Linked DNA regions of Cyprinus carpio: region 1 is linked to region 2. Evidence: chromatin contacts called from public Hi-C data. All regions are on one chromosome and are shown on one strand. The core of a region is the stretch at or near the end of the contact, and the rest is flanking DNA. Distances in the headings are between cores, read along the strand shown. Region 1 overlaps LOC122133990 (transcriptional enhancer factor TEF-1-like). Region 2 holds the start of LOC122133990 (transcriptional enhancer factor TEF-1-like).

Region 1 (4,714 bases), core at 1,005-3,504, 59 kb before region 2:
AAGGCACTCAAAAAAAAAAACTCTGAAAAAGAGTGGAAAAAAGAACAGCTCGCTCTCCGCTCTTTCAGTAAGCTAACACGATTTTCATTACCGAGAGAGCTCAAATATTCATTTCTGGCATACTCTCTTTTCATTAAGACAAGCCTGTTACATTTTCACATCATATTCAAGAGAGGCATTATTGTGCAGATCCAGAGTTTCATTTGAAATTCAGATCCCTGTGTCACTTCAAACGGAATTCGAGCAGCCTCGCTCCAACCACGACGAGGCCCACTTTGTTGGTTGCCGCTAGTTAGCTTTTCACAAAATGCATGCAATGTTTGAATAGCTATTAGAGGAGCATCCAGGTCATCCAATTGTTTCGCGATATTAAACGGAATAAGTGCAAGCTTTGATCATGGACACTTCAGCTATGCTGTGCCAAATATAGCGGTTTGGACGCGTAAACAGAGACGTCTGTCTATAAAACTAAAGTAGCCCAGTGTCTTTAGGGAAATGCACAATTATTTATGCATGTAATCACTCAGTGGATAAACATTTGTGTTAAATAGGCAGTTGTATGGGTGGTAAACATGAACTGTGGTAATTTCGCTCTCATTAGTGTAGAAACCTGGGCACAGGCTGGGCATGCGTTACACATCACACTGCATATGTGTTTATTTTTAAGCCTAAATAAAAAAAAATACTATGTTCTTCTTGGACTAATTGTGTGTTTCGATGTCTTCTTTTGGGGATAATTGTCCCGCGCATGTTGTGAATCGCTAAACAGATGCTCATTCTTTGCAGAGATTCACTCACCCAGAACTTTATGAGAAAGAATGAATTCTGAGGACCCTTGCCAAACAATTCCTTCAGCCCTCCTTTCTTCTCAGGAAATTTGTCGTAAATCTGACGAATGTCCACTGACTCGAGCAAGGCATCATTGTAAGAGTAATTTGTCTGACCGATGTGCACGAAAAGATGCTTGTTATACTGCACAGAAAAAAAGAGAGAAAACAAGTTAGAAACAGGAAAACTTGTCAAAATGACTGAAAGTTCTTGACTGTTTAGTTTTTAACTAGTACTATCCATCTATTCACAACTGTTAATTAATACATTTCATGATCATGAGTAATAGTGCTAATTATTCACTATTAACCACATATATCAGTATTATATTTGGTGAGAAAATTCACATTCGTACATTTTATTATTTTGGCAGACAAACAAATGACTGAATAAACATGAAAAAAGGTTAATGATCATTTATTTTAGAAATAAATTAATAATAATAATAAATAATATTGCTTAATGCTAATGTATGCATGCTATTGTTCATTGTTACTTCATGCTTGTTCATAATATAAAAAATAATGTTACGCCCCCTGACATTTTAAAAATGTATTAGCATATGTAGAAATGAACATGTCATAAAGTGTTCATTGGTAGTTCATGATATTTAAGTTAAAAAATTTAATTTTATTGTAAAAAGTGTAAAAATTCAATTTTTTAAGGTATAATTTGGAGATATTCACAAATGTACCACAGCATATAAAAGAACACATATTAGCAATGGTACTTTAATATAGTAGAGAAACAATACTTTTTATCTAATCATGATGACATCTGAATTATGTTACAAATTAAAAAAAATGAAATAAAAACAGGACACTGTATTTTGACAGTCCTCAAAGTCAACATAAAATGTTATTCACAACTCATTCTCACTGTATCACGGTTAGTGTTGCAAAAAGGTGGAAAATTTCCAGTAAATTTTGGAAATATTCCAGAAATTTTGGAAACTTTCCAGGACTTTTCGAAATATTCCAGGGATTTTTGGGAAGTTTCAAGAAATTTACCAGAATTTTCCCACCCCTTTGCAACCCTAATTACAGTATAATCATATTTCTTAAGTAAAACGTTTATCTGAGATATTCCAAGAGCCAAAAATGTAGGGCGGGTATTTTTCCCCATTGGAAAGAGATTGAATTGTGAGAAGTACATGTTGCATACTAGAATGCATACTAGAATGTGCATTTTCAGTCAGTCGTGTAGGACCTCTATCTAAAAACACTCCCCTTTGAGAGGCTTTTTGACTAGTAGGCTAAAGGTCAATGATGAATCATGTGCAATAAGACCAGGAATGTGTATAAAGAATTAAACTAGCTCCATTTTAATTTCATTTAGACTTATAGTGACATAAAGAAGTGACTCACGGAATCTGGATCTCTCTGGTGCTCCAGAAAAGCGGAGAACTCCACCAGTCTGAGTTTAGATGTGCCGACAGATCGGCCCTGCCAGGCGGGCACTGTGGGTGCCGGTGCTGTCGGGGGTTCATAACCTACACACACTGAATATTAGCCCTTCTAAACAAACAGAATGCTACATCTGAATGTGAATTGATCAACAAAAAAAACATGGCAAGTCGTGACCGACATACTTGAGATTGTAGTTGTGACTGCTGGCTGGATGGGGTACGCTTGCTGAGCAAATGGCTTGATGCTAAAACATAGACAAAGGAGAATTAAGAACAGGAAAACAAGCAGCCTGAAGTTTAGTGGCACTACATACTGAAGAGATTAAGAGGCTTCCACAGCAAAGAAGAAACAAAGCTGTACAAAGTATTTAAACTTGGATTCAACCCATCCCTGTTTCTGGAAAGGATTCCTCTATCTCTGATCCCTCTGAGGAAAAGAGAATAAGCTGGAAGGGTCGGGCAAAATACAGATATCAAGAAGAGGAGAACGACAATAAAGCAGACAAAACAGAGACAGGTGGAAAAAGAAGGAAATACCAGTGCTTGCAAGGCAGCAAAAGAACCAGATTAAAGTTTTGGGCTATGCATTTAGTTCTGTGAAAATGAAATGCTGAATCAGAGCATAGTCGTGACACTCAGTAAAAAAACTGAATTAGAAATATGATACCCCACTAGCTTTACCTCCTCCTGCTCTCACATTCTCTTCATTTAATTGGATATTGCAACTTTCTTGCTAAAGGACTGTGTCCACGCCTGACAACTGGCTGACTAAATTTCAAATAAGCTAACTAATTTACAAGTGTGCATACTAGACAGCATTGGCAGAAATTATAAATTGGCCATAATCTAGGGCTTTTTGCTGCACACTAGTTGTTGTAGAATTAAAGAATTTGTCTTGTAGTGTATACTTGTCTTAAGATGTAAGATGTAGAAGGATGTGCAGAAGAAAGTGAAGATGGTGGTGAAGAAGGTGCAGAAAATGCAAAATGAGGTGCAGAATAAGGTGAGGAAGATACAGACTGTGGTGAATAAGAAGAAGGTGCAGAAGAAGGGGAAAGTGAAGAAGAAGGTGGTGAAGATAGAGTTGCATAAGAAAGGGAGGAAGCTAAGGACTGTGGTGAAAAAGGAAGTGCAGAAAGTGGTAGAGAAGAACAAGAAGCAGGAGGTGCAGAACAAGGTGAAGATGGTGGTGAAGAAGAACGTGAAGAAGAAGGTGGTGGAAAAGAGGGTGAATACAATGATGAAGGTGCAGAAGAAGAGGAAGAAGAATGTCTGATGTGCCTTGCAAGCACTGTAGCAAGAGGACAAGCTTTAGTGGGCCAATGGGAGCAGAACTTCTAGTAGAGATACTCACTCTTGTGAGGATCCAGGCTGGCCCGTGGATATCATGCCCTGCCAAAACTAGAGAATTAGATAAATAAATAGACAACAAAACTCAGCCTATCCACAGGCACACACACGTCTGTGCACTCTTGATACATCAGTTATCACATGTTCATTGAAAAATGAGGTGGACTATGTGCCATGCAGTCTAGTTATCTTGAGTGTGGCATTAGTGGGCTTATCTGATGAAGGCAGGTGATGTGGGCACGGCTCTGAGGGTGTGTAATGGGATTGGAGCTGACACAGGAGGCACGGTGGCCAGCCGTGTGGCTGAAGTAAGTGTACTGATAGGTGGTTGCCAGAGGGAGGTCTTACCCCAGCTGCTCCGGGGAAGGCAGGACGCGGGATGCCCGGAAGACCCAGCTTGTTGTGGATGGCAGTGGCAGAGACGATCTGGGCCGAAGACATGGAGGCCATACTCTGAAGAGCTTTGTCCTTCACGCTCTGATCTTCAATAACATTTCCAAAAGAAATTAAGATCCAGAAAGGGTACAGACATAGTGAGCTAGGAGTTAAACGGTTTCTTTTAACAACACGGTTCAGGATACACGTTTGTACCACAGTTTTATCTCAATGCCAGAAGTTTGACACCACTAGTGTAAATGCTTCTTGAACTGTTCTCTAATTTATAACAAAAGTGCATTTACTTGACCAAAAATACAGCAAAATGAATAATAAAATCATTAGAATTATTTAGAGTTTTTTGGCAGCCATTACTCCAGTTTCCAGAGTCACATGATCCTTCAGGAATCATTTTAATATGCTGATTGGCTGCTCAAAAATTACAATTAATGCTGAAAACAGATTTTATGCTTAATATTTTTGTGGAAATGGTGATACACTATACTTAAATAAATAAATAAGCAATGAAGCAAGCAGGCAAACCAATCAATAAATAAAACTTTTATTCAGCAAGGACACATTAATTTGATCTCAAGTGATAGTAAATACTTTTACAGTGATATATTGGATTTCTGTTTTCAATAAACGCTTTTCATGAACCTTTTATTCGTATAAGAGTCCTGAAAAAAAGTATCACAGTTTTCCCAAAAATATTAAGCAGCAAAAATGGTTTTAAAAATGTATAATAATAAG
Region 2 (5,258 bases), core at 102-2,601:
GTTCTGATGAAGTGCTAAGCTAAGCTACGCCGTCCCGCTGTTATTCTGTCGTTACGTTCATAGTTCCGTTCCTTGTGATGAAACGGCGTTTCTAAATAAGTGGTTTTAAAGCACACACGGTAACTGCCAAACTGTGTTTTTAACCTGTGTTGTCGTTTATAAAGTCCAAATACAACGCAAAGAGGCACGACGTTACTCCAGAGGAAACAGGGCGGGCAAATCCCAACAAAGGAAATGACAGAGGAATAGCAGCCAGATTCTCCCATGTAATCTTTCTGAAACAAGCTGATACATTAAAACAATGTCAACAGCTGCTACAAATGTATCTAGCAGCCTTGGACAAATAAAAGGGATACTTTTACAGTTGCACAACAACAGTGAAGTAAAGTTTCTCCAGAGTAACCAAGCCTGGGAAGTTCAGTGCGGAGTACGTTTTTAAAATAAAAGACACAAATATATTAACGCTCACGGATGTTATCAATTTTCCGTGTCGTTCTGTGTGTGTTACAGCAAATAACGAAGAGACCAATGTGATATAACTCCGTAGAGATGCCAAGAGTTTACGTAAGTCGGTTAAATAAAGAGGAGAAAAGTCAAATGCGTACTTACGGGTGAGATGTGAACCGAAGCTGGTGAATAAACGCCAAAGATACGCGAGCAACAAGTCTCCTCGCGCTATATTTGTGCTCCGCTCCGAAATGTGCGGCGTAGCCAACTATGGAGGAGAAAACAGCAACATTTGGATCCGTCATCTTGTCCAAAATTCTTTTCATGCAACAATCAACGTCCAGAAAAATGTTCCCACCAAAACGACGCGCATTGTTTCTGGGTGTAAATGTACAGGACTTACTGCAGAGCACGAGCGCGCGAGGTCAGCTTCTTTAGCAAAAAAATGTGAAAAATGTCAAAGATTTTCGTGCTATGTCAGACTGAGTCAGTGGACAAAGTGAAAGCACCCTGTTGCTGCTGCAGCGTCGAACTAAATCCCATTGAAAAAAGATACTTTCTGAGCCCGACCCCTCTTGATACATGCCTATCAATAGTCATAATCGCGCAAAACATTTTGCATTTGCTCGTCTGCTTTAACTTAATCCATAAAATCGTTTGCTCTTAAGCCGTCAAGGGCTAATTACCTTAAAACTTACCTTAACGTCCGCTTTATTTATATCAAAATTTAAGTTCGGCCCCTTTGTTTTGTTCTAGTGTGGGTTTGTATAGTTTGTTGCAAACTGTGTAAAGTTATTCTTGTGTTTTGGGGCCGGCCGGGAATGTGAACGGGAATCTCCGCCGCACCGATAGAGATGCGAAGAATGCTCGGAATGAGAGCAGGAATGAAATGAACGCGAGCCGCGTCGAGTTTGCAGCAGGGCGGAGCCAGAGGGTGGCGTCATCCCGCAGCTTCTCCCACATCCATGGGGATGACCTCACAGGACACGTCCAAGCCGTCCTCCAATGGGAGACAGCGCTGCCTTGTTTATACTTTCTTCTAACTCACTTGTTTGCAACCTATTGATTCGGATGGATGTAATAATGATTCGCTGTCTTTACTGTGCATGCCTTTATTTAGGTTAAATGAATATAAGAAAATAGTTCATCATGTTAAAATAATTAAAAATGTACAATTGTTGTAAAAATAGCCTAGCCTATATAACATTTATCACAGTGCTTTTATTAGACGTGGCACCATTCCCCAATTGGAGAGGCAGAATTTTCTATGCTTGTGGACACTGGTGCCATCTACTTACACAGCATGTTTGGAAAACCACAGACAAAAGATTAGATTAAGATATGTAAACACCTGTACATTATCAGCATAAAATCACAAACTGTAATTAAGTGTGGCATGCAAATTGCCAAAATAGTAGCTAAATTTATGAAAACTAAGAACTCACTATGCACACCGCAGATCGATCTTAATATCCTGAACTTACTTTTAGACGCAGAGAGTAGTCCAGATATATTTCCCACTTTTCTTAACACCAGCTATATGATGAATGCAAAAATATACATTACCGGTCAAAGGTTTGGAAGAATTACATGTTCTAATATATTTAAAAATAAATAAATAAATGCTTACCAAGGCTGCATTTATTTACAACATTATTATACATATAAATATAAGCATATTTAAATATATGATGTTATCATTTATTTTTGTGATAGCAAAGCTGAATTTTCAGTAGTCATTCTTCAGTGTCTAATGATGCTCAATTTGGTGAAATTGTTTTTGGTGCTGAATTATTAATAATGTTTCTTCTTATTATCATCATCGATGTTAAAAAATGCTTTTGCTGCTTAATATTTAGGGGGAAACTGTGATACTTTTTTCCCCAGAATTCTCTGATGAACAGAAAGCTCAAAAGAAGGGCATTTATTTGAAATAGAACTCTTTTGTATCCTTATAAATGTCTTTACTCTCAACTTTGATCAATTTAAAGCATGCTTTCTAAATGAAAGTATACATTTCTAATTCTTATTCTTTTAAATTTTATGTACCCCAGATTTTGAATGGTAGTGTATTGGAGCTTCCACTAAAATCTTTATAGCGCTATTGTTGTCAACATTGATAATACATTGAAATTTGTGTTGAGCACCAAATCAGCATATTAGAATGATTTCAGAAAGACTGAAGTTAAAAATAGATTTTGAAATGACATTTTAAAATATATCAAAATAGATAATAGCTACTTTAACAAAATAAAACATAAAAAAAAATATTTTGACCTGTAGTGCATTTTTTGGGATTGGGGGACGAAAATAATAATAATTGCCCTTCACAATGAATATGGATTTACTGTTTACACTGTTCATGTGATTCACAGCTTTTAAGTGTCACTGTGGATGTTGTCAGCAATGCATTAGATCCTCTCTGAGATTCGCAGCCTTTTCTTTGATCACGCCAAAGTCAACACCATAACGTACATAAAATAGCCTCCTTGAAGCCCCTAAAGTTTAATTACTAGTGAATAATGACTTTTGCTTAAGTGCAACGCTTCCCTTTCCCCGCTGTATCTGCAATATCAGCACCACGTCTGCTTTCCAAGGCTGTCTTATCTTATCTGCTGCTTCTCATCCTCGCGAATGGTGTCTGTTCTTTCAATACCAAACTATTAAGCATCAAAAGGGAAAGCTTATCTATGCAAATCCAGCTAGCCCTGGAGGAGCCAGCCTTTTCCTTCGGCGCGGCGCAGAGCTCCAGCACCTGAGTGCAGTCACAGCAGTGATTCATTCACCGTCATGGGTCATCTGCCAGAAGGGTTTCACAAGCTCCTTGTTAAACATTAGCTCCGTGTATCCAGGAAGCCTCAGCGAAGGATCCCGGCATAATAGAGGACTGTAAATGGCTTCATAGCCTTACATCAGAGCCTGTTTTCATTGCCTTATCTAAGAGCTGAGCTGCCCTAACAGATTGGATTGGTGGAAAGCAGCCATATGAAAATCCCTTCATGTCTGTGAACCCAGGTGGAAATGTCATTCGTGAAAAACAATGCCAAAGCAAATGGCTACCGTTAAACACAGAAGGCGTACTGTAGGTCTTTGAGGCGCCATGCTCAACTAGCAATATTAAAGGCCGCGTTTGGCTCTTTGAGGAACAAGTACATCAGTCAATAATGCATTTACAGATTTTTGCAAACACAAAATCCAAGTAAATCAATGCCGCTGTTGGCTAAAGTAGCTTTAAATCGTCTCGCCGTAGTGCAGAACGTGGACCTGCGGATGTCACAGACAATTTCAGAATCACACACGGCCTGTAAACCTATGGATGAGATTACATTTCTCACGATGGCACGGTCGAGGTGCACACAGATAAAATGATAAAGTGCCTCATTTAAGAAACCAATAAGCACTCCAGCTTCATGCAGCATTCTGCACTCTGATTCAATCAATTTCATACAAGGTACAATTGAGCAATATTCTCGCAATCCCTACCAATGCCCGAGGCTGATCATTCAACTGCAGTTTGATGTATTACAAACAATATGAGAACTTACGCAATTTGGAGGAGCCTTGGCCTAGTTAAGAAACTACGTTATGCATGTGATGACTTACTATAACACTGAGTTTGTAAACGCACACCTGGCATTTGATATAAAAAGACACGATTATACAGTGGCTTAACATAAGAATATTATTAGATAAACAGTTATCTAATACTGCCTTCTAATATTTAGGTAGTGGATCACACCGACAGAGACCCTGTGGAGCTGTGGACAAATAAGAGGTTGGATGATGTTTACCATAAAACACACTCTCAGGTGTCTACCTCCATGTGTCACATACACTTAACACACACACACACACGCAGGCCTCTCCATATGCTCAAACAGCCAGTGCACACAAACAGAGCTCACCTGAATTAACACTGGGTGTGGCTAGAGAACAAAGCGCCTGATGCACAGCGGAAACCTGAGAGTGCCTGTGTCAGAGAGGAGCTGCTGGTAAAGCAGGAGTAAATAACATGCTAAACTCAGGACATTCGATGCAGATTCTGCTTTCCATAAAAATTGATGTAGCTGTTCAAATACAGCAGTTAAAACGCTTCTCTGTTTAAACATGGATGCATTTCGGAAGAAGTACCTAAATTAGATTTTTATGCTTTCTGAAGTAAACATGAACTGTGCTTTCCTGTACAAAACTCTGCACCATAATTCTAGAGTGTTTTTTAGCATGCTATGCTATGTTATGCAGTTTCTACAGGGTGTTTGGGAAAGTTTCTTAGTCTCTGCACTGAAATAAATCACATTAAAAAACTACAAACTCTAATTACTCTAATTTGTTACAGCCAATGTTTTAGTTCTTTTATATTTATGTTTTGATTAAAGCTTTAAATTTTTATTTAATATTAATAAAAACTTTTCCAAAAGAAAAAAAAAACATTGATACAAAGTAAAAAAGGTTAACATAGTGCACCTTTCTTAAGGCATGATATATATTTTCTTCAGACATACACTAAAATGTTACTCAACATAAGTCAGTATAACAATTTGGGGGATTTTTACAACTTGATTTCACCATAAGTAAAAGCTAAAATGTGAAAGTAGAATTTTCACTTAAAGGTTTTGTTAATCAATGTTTCATTTAGTTTACTTACTACTACACAAAAAAAGACAATCTTGGAAGACTTTTATGTTTATTATGGTGTCCTTTGAAATATATTTTCAGTTATTTACAAAAACAAAACAGATAGAGAAAAAATGAATAAAACCACATTTTTAAAAATGCACTTTGAATAAATGACATTGTCATCTAATTTTTTG

The links. A called contact is a pair of places that touch in the nucleus more often than the background predicts.
Region 1: a Hi-C map of skeletal muscle shows a contact between it and region 2, with 2.8 times the contacts expected there. The contact joins the enhancer-like site here to the promoter of LOC122133990 in region 2. A contact is called at or near these places in 3 of 8 Hi-C or Micro-C datasets (liver and skeletal muscle).

What each region holds. Positions count from the first base shown.
Region 1 is chrB7:38,960,206-38,964,919 of ASM1834038v1, reverse strand. LOC122133990 (transcriptional enhancer factor TEF-1-like) reads right to left here. Exons shown (of 14, transcript XM_042728590.1): 7 at 3,935-4,069; 8 at 3,591-3,628; 9 at 2,420-2,481; 10 at 2,196-2,329; 11 at 799-972. Among protein-coding and RNA genes, the nearest start is that of LOC109093778, 18 kb to the left of the region's middle. Within about 2 kb of position 2,254, at least 1 of the 8 cell types and tissues checked has an H3K27ac peak or open chromatin away from gene starts, as enhancers often do. A contact at or near this core is called in skeletal muscle, where this site is marked.
Region 2 is chrB7:38,900,253-38,905,510 of ASM1834038v1, reverse strand. LOC122133990 (transcriptional enhancer factor TEF-1-like) reads right to left here and starts at 1,351. Exons shown (of 14, transcript XM_042728590.1): 1 at 1,146-1,351; 2 at 610-715.